Linked DNA regions of Sus scrofa: all the other regions are linked to region 2. Evidence: chromatin contacts called from public Hi-C and promoter capture Hi-C data. All regions are on one chromosome and are shown on one strand. The core of a region is the stretch at or near the end of the contact, and the rest is flanking DNA. Distances in the headings are between cores, read along the strand shown. Region 1 holds the start of MYO5B (unconventional myosin-Vb). Region 2 overlaps MYO5B (unconventional myosin-Vb). Region 3 holds the start of LIPG (lipase G, endothelial type).

Region 1 (2,767 bases), core at 216-2,715, 370 kb before region 2:
CACAAAGCTCTGGCCAAGAATAGTATTCTCCTCAGGGATGTGATTCAGTTCAGTCAGCATGAATTCAGCTTTTGATTTGTGCCAGGTATGATGGAAGCCAGAAAGTTGGAACTGGGTTGGGGGTGGGGAGAAAGGAGGGTGACATGAACCTCAGGTTGGTCCAAGGGCCTGGCAGGATTGCTAGCATTGCCTATCTGGCAGGTGGAAAAGTGGGTCTAAAGGTTAGAATTGGATTTGAGAGTTAATATTGCAGTAAGAGATGAAATGGGGGTGTGCCTGAGAAGAAATGTGAGATCTGGGAAATGGGCCACAGCTTTATTCAGGAACCAGGAAGAGAAAGCAGAAGGTGTGGTTAGTGAGGCTGGGAAAACAAGAGAAGAAGAACGACAGAGGCTAGGGGAGGAGGTGGTTTAACAACATGGGGAGAACCAGTTACCAGCCCGTGCTTCAGAGGGAGATGGCAATTTCAATAGGATGGAGCTGAGAGGAAACCATTTTGGAGGGTATTAAAGCAGCAGCTCTTCACCTTGGCTGTCATTAGAATCATTTAGGAACTCTTAAAAACCCCTTTGCCCAGGCAGCATCCAAGACAAGTTAAATCAGAATTTCTGGGAGTGGGAGCCAAGCATTTGCTTTCGTAAAAGTGATTCTCATGCAGAAAATGTTGAAAAACAGTGAATTACAGAGGGACTGGGTGTGGGTAAGTGGAGCCAGCAGTAGAAACTACCACTTCAAGAACTTTAGTAGAAAAGGAGAACAGAGGAAAAGTCAAGAGCTAGTGGAGAGATGGGACCACGGATGGAGCATGGTGGTGGAGCAGGCAAGGACATATGGAGCAAAGGTGGGGATTGGGCCTTCCTAGCCCGAGAGGAAAGAATCTGTGGCAGGGGTGAGGACACAGGATGCCAAGCCCCACACCCCGCCTTTCTGATGGGAAGGTCTGTGATGAGGCCCCATATGTTGTATTTCTAAAAAGTTCCCAGGTGATGCTGATGGTCCTGGGTGGTGGGGCGGGGTGGGGTGGGGCTGTCACACTTTCATAACTATCAGGATACGGGGAAGGAATAAGGGGAAGGAAACTATGTAGACAGATTTTTGAGGGAGAGAGAAATGATGGAATCATTTCCTTTTTGTTCTTCCCAATGTTATGAAGAGCTTCCTTTCAGATCCAAGAAGAGTTGCCCAAGCTTTGTTCACTTCCTTTATCAACCCTGGAAATAAAATCCTTTAGAATTATGGAGGAACTTAAAACTTCAGATGCTTGGGTCTCACCCTTCAATGAATCCGAGTTCCTCAGGGTGGGGAACCCCTTCCTTGGAAGGGCTTTAAAGCTCCTCAGGTGATTCTTACTGAGGAAGCATAGTCGAGAAGGGCTGCAGGTGGATTAAATGGAGATCCTGTCTTCCAAGTGGGAGGGTCTTAAATGGGATGAGTTTAAGAATCACCTTTCAGGGAGCGGGGCTCTAGAACAATTGTTCCAGCGACATAGATGGATGCTTTGGTTGAGAGCCACTCTCAGGGGCCATCACTCATTCAGGTACAAATGCCACCTCAAAAGACCAAATGTTTCTTCCTACAGCTCCTGCGCTCCCTTTACTGCCTCCTGCCAATTAATTTCCTCTTTGGCTGAAATTTCTACTTTATGTTGCAAGCAGAAGAGGGAGTGGCGCTGCCAATGTCACTGGCAGAACCGACAAAAGTAAATCAGGTAGGCAGCGGCAGAGGGACTGAGAGTGCGTGTGAGAGAGAGCGGAGAAAATGTGAGACTTCCCAGAAAAGCAAACAATTTTCTGATGGGGGTAGGGAGCCTAGCCGCAAGCTGTGGGTGAAACTGTCAAAGTGGAGAAGACTTCAGCTCCCACCTTTCCGATCAGGATTTCAGCGCAGGCAGCTCAGTTTGGCGGAGACAATCTTTGGTATATCCAAATCACCCTAATCTACGACATAACGATTTTTAATGATGCAGGTATTGAATGTAGCCCCGTAAATCCAGAGGAAAATGTATGGAGTCTTTCAGCTGCAAGCATTTCTCCTTTTTATTCCTCTTCTCCCTTCTCGGATACTTCCACCTCTTTTTTTTCTGATCTGCACCGGATCCCCGCCCACCGCAGGTGCCCGGACCCGGAGCGCACCTGTCCGGAGCGCGCCGGGCGTCCAGCAGGGGGCAGTCGGCGCCGGCTCCTTGCGCGGCCCCGCCCCCGGCCAGGAGGACCCCTCTGCGGCGGGGGCGCGAGAGGGCGCGGCGGGTTCGGCCCGGGCAGGGCTCAAAGGCGGCGGCGGCAGTGCGTCCGCCGCCCGCTCGGACGCGCGCCCGCCCTCTCCCTTCTCGGCCGCCCCCCTCGCCCGCGCCGCCTCCCATACCTGAGCCGGGAGCGGCGCTGCGCGGCCTCCTCCCCCGCCCGCCCGGTCGCCACTCCTGCCCGGCCGCCGCTGCGCCGCCACTGCCGCGGGAGTAAAGGTCGCGCCGGCAGAGAGCGAGCCGGCTGCGGCGCCTCCAGGAAGCCGGCGGGGCAGGTTGGAGAAAAGGGGAAAGAACCGAGAAACTCTCGAACAGCCCAGGAAGATGGCGCCAGGAGGGCCGGCCATGGACTGAGAGCCGCTGGGGCCGCGAAGAGCCGGACCCGCCCCCCATTGGGGCACGAGCGAGGGCAGCCCGCCAGGCACCGAGCTCGAGCCCGGGCCCGGCCCGGCCTGCGGGGTCATGTCGGTCAGTGAGCTCTACAGCCAGGTGAGTGCGGGCCGCCTCGGGCCCGGGGCACAGGTGAGG
Region 2 (2,830 bases), core at 125-2,624:
TTAATACCCTGGATTTGTCTTCCTTTGCAGCAATAATGATGATGGTGATAAAATAAAAATAGCTTTTCTTATATCTTAAAATAATTCCATTCCCAGCAAGCCCAGGGTACAATAGTGAACTAATAGCCTGTGAAACCAAGTTAAGTACAGGAAAGAGCAGCCGCCTCGGGGTGGGGGTGGGGAGCCAGAGCCTGTCTCACCTGCAAATGACATTGGTGTTTTGTCTCCCTTCCAATCGCGGGAATCCCAGCAGCAGGGAGGACCACAGTGGGTAGGCTGGCAGGGCAGGAGGAATGGGCCTGCGATTCCTGGAGCCCGGCTGGCAAGGGCATCCTTCGCGATCAGGACCACCCCCCACAAAGGTGCTTTGAAGACAGAGTTGCTTTTCCTCGCCTACTATTTTCTTGAAATGGAGGATATTCTGCTTTAAATACAAACTGTATTATGCAGGGATGATTTTGGAGTCGGTGTGGTTGGAAAAATAATCTATGCTCTCCCCTAGGAAAAAACTCACACTTGTACACTTAATTTTGCTTAGATTTCAGGAGGAAGTGGAGACAACCCCCACCACCAGCACTGGATCACAGCCTCTTTAAGAGTCCTGGTCTCCAAGTTCAGAATTTCTTCATTTGCTAACTTGCATAGTTTATAGAGTTATTTTTTGACCTTTGCCACTGGGTCTTTGGTTTTCAAATTGTGGGAGAGAAGCCAGTGCTCAGGGTCTGCTCCGAGAAGAGCCCCAGGAATACATAGGGCCCTTCTGCTTCCAAATGCTCTCTCATTTTCACATCTTGGGAACCAAGGGAAACCAACATCATTATTACCATTTTATAAATGGCAGCGCTAAAGTAAAGAGAGGGCTAGTCCATGCCCAGAGACAGGCTGCCGCAGATAGGCAAGGTGCTGGGAGAAGCCTCCTTCCCAGGGCTGTCTGGAACCAAGCCTGCAGGGCCTACCTGGGGGAGACGGGCAAGTGGGCTGGCAGATGATCCCGGCTGCTCTCAGGCTGGCCTTGCCTCTGGCCTTGCCCCTGGGGGCAGGAGTGTGGCCAGGGCTCAGGCCTGGCTCTGCAAACATGCTCCTTTGGCCACGGGTCAGTTCAACCCAAGCCTTGCCAAGTCTGCGGAGCTCCACAGCAAGACTTAGAGTGCATTTCTAGACTTTTCCTCAGGTCCCAGGAAACCTCCTTGCAGGTCTTCTCTGCCCAGCAGGTACCAGGAAACAACAGGGGGCCCTTGGCACGGAGAGCAGCTGTGCTGTTGCCACCTGAGCTTGGGCAGGTGAACCTGGGATTGTTAGCCCCTAAAGAGCCTGCGCAGGAGAGGAGAGACCTTATCCAAACAGGAAGGAGTTAGTGCAGCCGCTTTAGGGTGCTCTTGGAGTTGACAGTCCTTTGGCCTTGAGCCCCAGCTGCTGCAGGCTGTCCTGCTGGGCAGGGCAGAGCAGGGAGGATTGACTGCTTGGCTCCTCTCACAGCACCCACTCAGCTGCTCCTGCCTTCTAGCGGTGATCATTCCCTTATGTTCCTCCAAGTTCTCGTGGTCCCGAGAGACATCAGCACCATGTCTGTCTCTGTGCGCACAGAGTGGTCTTTGTAGAAATGGGAAACCACCCTCTCAAGCTGGCAGGAACCTTGTCTGTTTCTGTCCACAGACAGCAGGTCCTTTCAATGGTGGTTAGGTCCTAGTTTCACAGTTTGTGCAGAGGGAAAGTAATAGTATCCCAGGCCTTTTTTGTGCATGACGTTTACAAATTTAGGTCATATAATTACAAATCTAGAAGAAACCTCTCAGGTTAACTCAGCCAAGCGCATTGACTTCACACGTGAAGAACAGGCCCAGGGCATGTAGGATTAACTGGGCCAGGAGTTTGTCAGCAGAGGGGAGCTGTCTTCTGGAGAGCCTGGCTCTCCAGCAGCTTCCTCAACCTGTATCTTGCTGCCTTCTGCAGTTGGAGACTCTCCCCGCTGCTTATTCGCGTGTGGCCATGGCCTCTTTGGGAACAGGGCTCAGCATGGTGGAACATTTGTGGGTTCTCCATGAATATGTTTTAAGATTAAGTGACATCAAGGATTTAGATTTAAAAAGTAAATTCCTGTAAGCTTGTTCAGGGTTTTCCTTCTGAAACCACCAGGTGGTGCTCCCTCTCCAACCCCCCCCCCCCAGTGGTGTGGGTGGAGCTGGAGAGAGACCCTTTCTTGGGGAACAAAGGATGGGCCTGGAGTTGGTTGACTGGTTTTTAATTTACTCATGTGCCTGACTTCCTGAGCGCTGTGGAATGACTGGGCGGCATGGTTCTCTGCTCTGCACTTTGTGCACAACGCCTGGTATGTTATGGAATTAAGGATGCCAACTTCCACACTCGTTTCCACCCCCCCCCCCCCCCCGCCTGCCCTGCTGGGGCCAGGCAGCCACTCCTCAGTGCCTGAGGGGCCAGCCAGTGTGAGGCAGGAAGAGGCTTAAGACCAAGGCCTGGAGACCACCTGACTTCCAGCGCAAGTGTCAGTGTCAGGCAGGTGGTTCCCACCTTGGCATCTCTGCATGCCTGGAAATGAGAAAGTTGGAGGACAGGGACCCGCCCACTGGGTTTAAAGCACTAGCTCAGCGGCCAAAAGGCCTGAGTTAAATAATGTAAGTGTTAAGGGGTTCCTGTTGTGGCTCAGTGCATTACAAACCCAACTAGTATCCATGAGAATGTGGGTTCAATCCCTGGCCTCGCTCAGTGAATTAAAGGATATGACATTGCTGTGAACCACGGTGTAGATCACAGACATGGCTCAGATCCCACTTGCCTGTGGTGTAGGCCGGCAGCTGCAGTTCGATTTGACCCC
Region 3 (2,786 bases), core at 123-2,622, 360 kb after region 2:
CAGAATAGCGGAACACAGAAGCTGGAAGGAATGTTAGCATTTTGCAGGAGAGCTACCCTGTTCACCTGCACTAGAGTTAAGAACATGTGAAGTGCAGCAAGTTTTTTTTCATTCATTCAAATTAAATCCCCCCAAACACACACGCACATAAGCTGACATGGATCAACATCATTTGACCCAACCTCAGCAGAAAAGTAGACGATGAAATAACGGGGTATGGTTCAGGGATTCCCCCACTCTCCTCTGCTTAACTACTTGGTACTCCCGCTGAGTGACCTACACTCACTCCTCCAGGGTAGGCTTCCTTCAATAGAAAAGACTGTCATGTAGAACTCTGAAGAAAAGCTGGCAGCTAGGAAAAGAAGTAGAAAGAGGAAGAGCAAGGGCTAGAAAGAGCGTTGGGGGAAGGCTAGCACCCTGGGGAAGAAGCCCAGCAGCTTCTCTGCACAAATTACTCACCAAATGCTCCCGGTAAGCATTCATCAAACCAGAGCCAGCTACCCTAATACCTTACCTTTCAAAACACCTATGCTGAGATTTAGAAGGAGGGGCAACAGATGACAGCGCTCTTTCTAACAGCCTTCTGACCCCGAAAAACCCCAGGTTCAAAGAGAAGGACAAGGTGAAATAGCTGCTGGCAGCCAACTCTGCTGACTGGACAGCACCGATAAGGGAACCACATAACGGCAAGGGGGTGGGGCGAGAGTGAGCGCTGGAGAGCGCACCCACCAGCCTGTGGCCTTTTGGATGCCCGGCTGGGGATGCCCTGGTCAGAGGTGCTGAGGAACAAGTGAACTGCAAGACCAATTAGGAAGAGCAAATGGACAGTGCAGGAGGAAAGGAAGAAGGATGGCACAGGATGGAGGAAAGACTGAAGAAGGGTGGGCGAGACAGAGGGGACTTGGCGCAGGAAAGAAGTTTTTGGGGTGGTAATAAAAATAAGTGCACGTTACCTTGCAACCTTCCCTCTGGACCAGGGAGTGCGGGGCCTTCCGCCGCAAAACAGCAATAGAAACTCCAGAGGCAGAGCAGAGGAACTGAGTTTCGCATCCTTCCCCACAGCACCCCCTTCCCCAAAATGAGACTTTTAAAAAGATAAAAAAACAAACCAAACAAACAAACAAAAAGAAAAAAACCACCTCTCGAAGTTTCCAGCAGTCCGAGCCCTTAAGACCCTAAGTGGGATCAGACAGTGGTGGCCTTAGACAGCTGAAGGTGGAGAAGGTGAAAAATGAAAACTTGGCTAAACTGAGCAGCGGGGTGGTGGAGTGAGTGTGAAAGGGCTTGAACCAGAACCAGATCTGCCCTTCCCTGTGCCTCCCGCCCGGGAAGCCTGGGCTTGCCACTGTCACACCGCGCGAGCTGCCACCGCGCGAGCTGCCCGGCGAGGTAGTTTTTTAAAGTATTGGAGTCATCTGACCCATCGCCAGATGGTGATTTGCATAATTTATTCCCGTCCCTGGACTCTGATTGGTCACACCTTCGCTGACGTCCGAACCAAAGACTCCCCAAAGTTTGAATGAAAGCGCCACACACCCACCGCGTGGACTCTCCGCACGCGCTGCCTTGCTTTCTCCCCCGGCAACTCCGCCAGCAGCCGGGCTCCTGCCACCACACTTTTTCCTGGTGTCCACTCCCGGACCCTAGATTCTCCCCTCGACCCTGCTGCCCAAGGGGGATCATTACCCCAAACCGCTGCTCCCGCCGCGCTCGCGATTCCTGGAGAAGGAAGGTTATCCTCTCCCAGGCGCAAAGCCAACCCCGCGCCGGAACTGATCTCTCCTCGCCCAGGGCCAAGGGTCCAGATGGACGAAAGCCACCTGGTCCCCCTGTGGTCCTTCTTTTTTCCCTTTCCTCCTGCCTTCCTGCTCTGCGAGGCCCACGACAGGTGCAGACGTCGTGATCGGACAATAACTAGGCAGAGCTGAGTTGCTATGGGCTGTGGTCTGGGCATCAGGATCGCTCAGATCCTTCTCGGTCAGTCCTCGCTCCGCCACTAGCTGCAACTAGTGACTAGCCGTCCAACTTCTCCAAGACCATTCCTTCCTTCCCAGAACGCGGATGGTAACAGTTCCTGCCGCTTAGGAATTTGGGGAAAAATTAAAAGACCTACTCTGGGACAGCGCTTAGTGCTGCGCCTGCCACGTGGTAAGCGCTCTCTTACCTGGGGGTGCAGGACTAGAGGGATGCCGGGGACATTCCTCAAAGGAATAGTGAGCCAAGCGTGGGGGTCTCAGACCGGTAACCAGCGCCAAGTGTCGACCTATTGAGTGGAATTAAGCAGCAGCGTCTTCTCCCTCCTCTTTTTTTTTCCTCCTCTCCTTCCTGTAATGATACGCGCGTCCCTGCTCCTGCCCCCTAGTGCTGGCTCCAACTCCGCCCGAGGGACCCCGAGACCGAGGGCTGCGAGCCGGATTCAGCACCTGACGCAGGGGAGCCTGGATTGAGCCCGGGGCGCTTGCCAGTCTTCCGCTGGGACCACTTGGGGGCGGTTGCGTCTCAACAGCCCTCGGGGAATGCCGAGGGGATGGGAGAGGTTGAAAGCGCCAAGGACTCCTGCCTGGTTCTCGCTAGACCTGGTTCTGCAAGACTGCACCTTCGACCGCAAGTAACCCCGCGGTCGCTGGGAAACTGGTCCTGTTCTTGCCTGGGGAGGAAAACTGCCAGAGCAGCCCGGAGCCCCTTCCTCCCCTAGTGTCAGGGCCCCCGCCTGGAAGGTCTGTGTGGGGAAACCATCTGGAGGAGCAGGTCCTGTTCTGACCTATCCTCACTACTGTGTTACTCCA

What was found. Promoter capture Hi-C pulls out the DNA fragments that hold promoters and counts their contacts. Hi-C and Micro-C count contacts between places; a contact is called where the count stands out from the background.
Region 1: a contact with region 2 is called in a promoter capture Hi-C map of liver, with 11 times the contacts expected there. The contact joins the promoter of MYO5B here to the enhancer-like site in region 2. A contact is called at or near these places in 2 of 5 promoter capture datasets (fetal liver and liver) and 12 of 47 Hi-C or Micro-C datasets (alveolar macrophages, brain, embryonic fibroblasts and 6 more).
Region 3: a contact with region 2 is called in a Hi-C map of liver, with 10 times the contacts expected there. The contact joins the promoter of LIPG here to the enhancer-like site in region 2. A contact is called at or near these places in 5 of 47 Hi-C or Micro-C datasets (embryonic fibroblasts, liver and skeletal muscle) and 1 of 2 datasets of contacts at active chromatin or transcription factors (skeletal muscle).

Annotation. Positions count from the first base shown.
Region 1 is chr1:99,809,632-99,812,398 of Sscrofa11.1, reverse strand. MYO5B (unconventional myosin-Vb) reads left to right here and starts at 1,465. Exons shown (of 39, transcript XM_021093027.1): 1 at 1,465-1,537. The coding sequence starts at 1,490.
Region 2 is chr1:99,441,430-99,444,259 of Sscrofa11.1, reverse strand. The region is part of intron 29 of MYO5B (unconventional myosin-Vb); the gene reads left to right. Among named protein-coding and RNA genes, the nearest start is that of ACAA2, 130 kb to the right of the region's middle. Within about 2 kb of position 1,374, at least 4 of the 83 cell types and tissues checked have an H3K27ac peak or open chromatin away from gene starts, as enhancers often do. A contact at or near this core is called in fetal liver and liver, where this site is marked.
Region 3 is chr1:99,080,526-99,083,311 of Sscrofa11.1, reverse strand. It overlaps LIPG (lipase G, endothelial type), which reads right to left and starts at 1,372. Exons shown (of 10, transcript NM_001243029.1): 1 at 954-1,372. The coding sequence starts at 1,050.